Regions from separate parts of the Lactuca sativa genome. Here region 1 is linked to region 2. A link is a contact called in public Hi-C data. All regions are on one chromosome and are shown on one strand. The core of a region is the stretch at or near the end of the contact, and the rest is flanking DNA. Distances in the headings are between cores, read along the strand shown.

The links. A called contact is a pair of places that touch in the nucleus more often than the background predicts.
Region 1: a contact with region 2 is called in a Hi-C map of leaf, with 4 times the contacts expected there. The contact joins the promoter of LOC111893354 here to the promoter of LOC111893328 in region 2. A contact is called at or near these places in 2 of 4 Hi-C or Micro-C datasets (both in leaf).

What each region holds. Positions count from the first base shown.
Region 1 is chr7:62,491,027-62,494,842 of Lsat_Salinas_v11, reverse strand. LOC111893354 (protein NRT1/ PTR FAMILY 6.2) reads right to left here and starts at 1,938. Exons shown (of 5, transcript XM_023889421.3): 1 at 1,727-1,938; 2 at 1,479-1,581. The coding sequence starts at 1,729.
Region 2 is chr7:62,289,390-62,292,677 of Lsat_Salinas_v11, reverse strand. LOC111893328 (chaperone protein dnaJ 49) reads right to left here and starts at 1,672. Exons shown (of 2, transcript XM_052765950.1): 1 at 244-1,672; 2 at 1-6. The coding sequence starts at 1,307. The coding sequence ends at 246.

The DNA.
Region 1 (3,816 bases), core at 689-3,188, 200 kb before region 2:
TTTCCTATCAAATGACATCAATATATATATATATATATATATATATATATATATATATATATATATATATATATATATATATATATATATATATATATATATATATATATATATATATATATATATATTTTCTATAACTGTTTAATACAATTAAATTGACTTTAGTTGCGTACCCACTGTTATACTCTTAAGGCTATATAATTTTGTTTCAAAAAAGAGTTGGACCTTTAACCTTTAGCGGAGACATATTTCCGTCTAATCCTAATATCCACTGCTCTACTCTTAAGTTTATTTATATCTCTATGTGGTTTTAATTTAAAGGTTTATTTATACACTTTATGTTTAATCACTCTACATTGTCATTTCTTATGTTATATCATCACCGATAATATATAAATAACATATTATATTTAAAAGTAAAGATATAAAAGTTAGATATATTGAAAAGTAAAGATATAAAAGTTAGATATATATAATGAGGTATAGTTAAAATCACCTTAAAAAATTACGATGAAAAGACGAATTTGACATCGTTATATTCAATTATATCCTTTTCAAATTAAGGAATGATTGCCTTTCTCCCTACTCTCACCATGTTGAATGTACCTTTTGATTAATGGGGCCAAACATATCTTAATAATTATAAGGGTACAATGATTGATTACTAGCATATACCATATTCTAAAAATAAATGTGTACTCTTTAAATATAATTATCGAAAAATATATTTTTTATTTACACTTACACGGTTGCTTTGACTTGCAATATTGAAATACTTCTTTAAGAAAAAGCTATGTGTATGCTTATGATGAAAACTTTTGGCTTCCTTTTTTTACTTTCCAAGAATTTGGGTGAATTAAATCTTAACTATAAATCAAAAACACCATATCAAAATTCATGGCTTTGTAATATTGATGAATTCACAGTGGGTTTTGCATAGAAAATTGAATTATATGTTAAGTAATCTGTAATCAAATGAAAACATTTTGGTATATTATCTTGCATGCAATCTGCATGAATCATGCACAATGACTTGCATAACAATCTTTCAACCACCTTCCATCAAGTTTTTGCCACCTCCCATATGGCTTTTCAATTTACGAATTGAAAAAGAAAGATTATTCCCAAGGTGTGACATTGGATCATATAGCTAGATCTATCCAATTTTTTTTTTTCTTTTTTTATATTTTTTTATGGAATATATCATCAATATATATAGATGCCAATTACAAAATTACACTCAAAAACCTAGTGGGTGGTCCAGTTTTTGATCAAGTTTGTCCGATTCAGCCAGCTAGATAGGCTATATAACTATGTTGTTTGTGCTCATTGATCTTAATAATTTACTTGAACCCGAACCTCGGACCCAAATATTTATCATCATGAGACCACTATATATGAAATATTAATGAACGTATATACGATAAAATACGTTTGGATACGAAAATAATGAAGCCAATAATTATGTTTGAACTGACCAAGAATTAGGGCAGCAGGTACCCAACCGCCGGTTTTGGACCTATCAGCTGGGAACCCCTTGTAGTCTACTGCATCAGCAACGGTCCAACCCTGCTTTCCATCCTGAAAAGACACAAATTAAATACACTTTGATGATCTACATGTTCAACGAAACATCAAAACAGAATTTAGGGTTTCAAATGATCAAGCACAAGATATGGTTTAAGAAAATCAAGCCTTGAGGTTGACATAAGTTGATAAAACTTACCATTGTTTTTTTTTTTCAAGTCACCTTATGGAAAGATCCTTGAAAAGATTAGCAAAGTTCAAGAGCTTTCTCTCTCTAGATCTGTGTGTGTGTGTGTGTAGCTTCACTTCACGCTTATAAGATTTTATGGAGGAGCTTGCTTTATATAGGCAAAGGAACATGTACAACTCTAAAGGTTACCCTCCACTATACCAATATAAGAAGATCATTAATCAACATGATAAAGATTAGCCCTACCGCATTTTTGTTAAGATTTTAGCACTGTTCTGTTTATATATAATTGGCATTATATATGTATTTCAATATATATAAATCTTTTGGAAAATTATGTAAAGTTGATGTTGATTTGTAGTTGAATCTAGAACATGTATATAACAAACTCACCATCTATCTTTGCTTGCCATAAGCAACTCTGTTGCTCTTTTAATATATTGTATGGCACAGATTGATTCTGCAGGGTTTAATTTGTGAACCATAATCGAAACAAGTTATGGTACATACCCATGTCTTTCTTTCTTTCTTTTGAGTACTACTACATGTTCTTAGTGCTTTTTCTACCCCACAAAAAGCTAAAACACCAATCTTTTTCCTTTGTTTTTATGTTCTTTCGGCTTTCAATTCGCTCTATTTCGTTTTCCCAGGCATGGGCTAACCGATAGAGAAAGGGTAATGTGAGAAAAGTATTTATGCACTACAAGTTCAAAACTTGTAGCATATTTAGTTGGCGGCCTTATATATATGGTTATTGAACTGTGTAGTCAATTTTTAAGTTTTTGTCATATAAATTTTGATATCATGTTGTACAAGTAATAATACATGGTCCAAGATATCTCTTCATTTGGTGGTAGCAGGCCAGACCAACACGTTTCAAGGGTAGGCATAATATTATATCTTAAAATGGAAGGTATTTTTTGTATGATGTGAAAGGCATATATAAAACTTTTCATAAAAGGAAAAGTTTCTAAGGCTCTATTTAATAACCATGGTCAATGATGGGAAATCTTATAGCATACACACCCTCCATGTTGGTCTAACTACTGTATGGCCTACAAGTTAGGATTTTAGTAGGATTATATATTCGGCTGTAGATGATTCAATTAGCATATGTGCTTCATGCATATTCATGTATATATAGTTGCAAGGTGTCATAAAAGTGGTTCGGATAAACCCCAGACCTGTTAGTTATTAGTCAATGTTCTTTATGAGTTACTTCTAGTCAATGTTCTTTATGAGTAACAACGAATCACAAGAGGATAAAAGAGATCGTATTCGACAGACAAAACTGTTAATAAAGATATAAGAACGTATTTGTGAAGAAATAATCAGTTTGAAAATAAGATCGCTTCTATTTTCCATTGGAATTAGTTACCTAATTCCTACATGCATTTTAGGACGCTTAGTGTCATTTGGCAAAGCTCGGCCTCCTCGCCTAGAACCTCGAAAACTAGGGACGCCGCAGTGGGCAGTACAATCGACTCATTTTTTAATGTTACGAAAATTCAAGTAGTGTTGAAACTTGTGCTTCCGAATCGATTTCATGAACATGTTTTCCAAGATATCATGCCTCAAGATATTCACCACTTCAATGACTTCCCATATATAAAGAAATAATATAAGAGATCTATGTATTTTCGTCAATTATGAAAGACTTGGTCCATGGCTAAACAAATGGCACTCATGCTGTCATAATATATAAATACAGGATCTTGCCAAACATCAAGTAGATCACTCACCAAACCAATTAACTAGATAACTTTCTTTTCTGTTTCCATCAAGGACATATGCTTGACCTTGATAGCGGGTAAAGCAACAAAAAGTTGAAGAGTAGCCTTGCAACTAACAAAATAAACTCTTGAGCACACATGCATGACTAGCCAATGACTTCCCTTGTCTATATCTGCAACATAGTTTGAATCCTAAAATGCTACAACCACATACTCCATACACATTTACAAATAATTTCTAAGTTTGAAATGCCTTTCAAGTATAAGAATATACACCTGACTACTATCCACTGTTCTTTGCCCGAAAATGGCACATACTGCAAGACCTCACTCACATAATTATTTAATATGTGGTCTTGTACACAC
Region 2 (3,288 bases), core at 423-2,922:
TACAATCTGCAAAAGAAGAAAAAAAAAACCAAAATCTAAAAATGTGTTTCCATATAAAGCACCAAGCTTTCCAATCTTTAAAGCTATTACAAAAAATACACAAATCATCATCTTTTATGAATGTTATAAGTACACTTGTTGATAGTAAATACCAATGCAACATTATTTTCAAAAACCATATAATAATAATTACCATATAAGTATTTTTTTTAGAAAAAAAAAAAAAAAAAAAAGCAACCGGACCTTCAATGTGAATCCACCAAAGTAGGATCAAACTGCCTCAACATGTCGCAATTAGGCGTTTCACGTTGATAACCCCAATGAAGCCTTTGTGCCTCCAATCTACAATTATAAGAAAGAATCGACACGTACTCATGATCAATCCTTCCTTCAAGCTGAATCCTTTCATGGCTATTTGATGGATACTTTTGCTCAAAGTTGCGTGATTTCACAAAGTAATTAACCCCTTTTTGTGTAGTCAAACGATAATCATAAGTATATGTTCTTTGAAGAGAATAAACAGGTTCATTAGAAGGCAAGAAGCTGAAAATCAGAATGATGATAACTGGCAAAAATTGAAGTAAAGCCCGTATGTTAAACCCATCCGACCCGTTTACACCTGTTCTGGTACCCATTCCGGGTCCAAAATTGAACCCTGTGAATTGGGTTGTGGTTCTTGGGTTCATACCATAGAAAAAGTTTCTGAAAATCTCGTCTGCGTCAACTTCTTGATTGTAGAAGAAGCCATTGTTGAATCCTTGATGGGTCCTACGCCTGGTTGTTTGCGTTTCATAAGTGGGTTCATCTGACCCGACTAGATCATACTGTTTTCGATTTTCATCAACGCTTAAACACTGGAAAGCTTTGGAGACTTTCTTGAAGGCTTCTTCGGATCCTGGTGCTTTGTTCTTGTCAGGATGAACTTTCAAAGAGAGTTTCCTGTAAGCTTTTCTAACATCTTCAACACTAGAAGTTTTCTCGATCCCTAGTATATCGTAATAATCCTTTTTCCTTCTGATCTCCCTCACGATTGTGATCTGTTCTTCTGTACATGAACCGGATGAAGATCCAGTTCCCGGAACCCTACGCCGAACGTTAGAGCTATCACCATCACCGGCACCGGTCTGGGGTGACTTTGGTGATTCATTCGTGCTTTCTAGAGTTGATAACAGATCGTCAACGGGAAGAGAAGGATCTAATCGTTGAGCTTTCTTGATGAATTTTAAAGCGCGAGTTCGATCGCCTAACCCTAACGCGTCTTTCCCAATTTTTAAGCACTTCAACGCTTCGTCTTTGTTTCCATCCATCTTAGAAAGATCGAAGCTTCTAACAAATTCTAAAGGGCACAGTAGATGATCGAAATCGAAGAGTAAATCGATAAGTAGTGAGATTACCTGGAATGAATCAACGAAACTCCGAAATTGCAACCCGCCATCAACTGATGGATAGAAATTGAGGTAATCGGTTAGATTTATGGTTAGATCAAGTGGGGTTTCGGATATATTAGTGAATTTATCGTCGGATTTGAGAAGAAATGTCGATAAAATTAGATGAGGGAATAGGAATTGAGAGAGATATTCCTAATTCGATTAGGAACCCCGAGGGAGAAAAAGGGTTAGGTATGGTAGAATTGTAGTCGTGGAAGTAGAATGCCTTTCTCAACAATTCAAGTTTCACGTGACATGTATCGTTTAACATATATTGTTACATTTAGGAAATATTTACAAAAAAAATCCTTAAATTTGTCTCACACACACACCAAAAAAGAAAAAAGAAAAAAAAAACGTTTTATACTAACATCATATTTATGCACATAGATATTTCTCAATGCTTTTTTTTCCCATAAATATCATTTAGCAGATTTTTCACCCTCTAGTAGGTTACTACAGTATAATATATAGTTGTCATTTTGACAGCCGACATGTCAAACCACAATGGATCACCACCCCCCCCCCCTCGGTCGTCATGCCTCAAGTTCCTCAACAGGGCATCAATGAACAAACAGGACTTGCAGCTTCCTCCGATGCTTTGTCCTCCGAGTTGAAGTCAAAATCATGCTCAAAGTCCTTCTATCTTCGGTTGCACCATCGTGCTCAGTTGCCTAGCCCATCTCTCAACTAGGGGTGAGTAAAAACCGCATCACAACTAAAATTAACCGTAAAAACCGCATAAACCACAACCACAATAAAAAACAATGGTGAGGTTTTCTGTTTTTCAAAAACCGCAATTTTGCGGTACGGTGCGGTTATTAGTTTTCAAAGATCGCAAATAAACCGCACCGCACCACATATATTGTATATAATTTTTTTATTAATTATTAATATATTAAATATTAAAAATAAGACAAGTTTCATGGAAGAATGACGGATAAAATACTAGAAGACAAAAGTTTTGGTCTTTTGTTATGTTTAACTTTGAAAAATGGTAAAATTAGACAATTTTAGGATATTTATTGTTAATTACTATTGATTTGACGTTTTTAAGATATTAGTTCTTTGTGATTTAAGTTAATTGTCTTATGTTTTATGGTTTTTTATTATTACAAGTAATATGTTTGAACTATTAAAACCGTTTAAGCTCTAAATTGTGGTTAAAAACCACGCAAAATAATCGCACAAAATTCATGCGGTTAATAACCGCAACACAAAAAAACAAAACCGCACCCCAAAAATAACCGTCTAACCACACCGCTAAAATAACCGCACAAAGCGGTTTTGAAAATGGATTAACCGCATTTGCGGTTAGTGGTGAGGTTTTGACTAATAACCGCACTGCGTTCACCAATGTTTTAAAAACCGGTTTTTTAGTTGAACCGGTATGACGACCGGTTCCCGGTTCAACCGGTTTAACTGGTTAGACCGTCGGGTCAACCGGTTTCTATAATTTTCATCTTTTTTTCTTATTTTTCTAAACATACATACATAAGTCACGAATTTGACGTCTACAAGTTCACACATTAAAAATACACATAAAAATAAGTTGTAGATCAATATAAATACATTAAAACAACACATAACTATAAGCTTTATATCAATTCATATACGTCAAAAATAAAATAAAGTATAATATCGAAACAAAATATAGTTTTAAATGAATACAAATGCATCAAAAAATATCAAAACATTTACCATATGTTTTTATTTAGAGAAATCTAAATAGATGTGAAAAAGTCCACATTTATTATTGAAAATGTTTTTTTTCATGTATTTTTATTTAGTTTAACCGGTTCAACCGGTTTATTTTGACCGGTTCAACCGGTTTTTTTTAAAAATCGCCGGTTCAATCCGG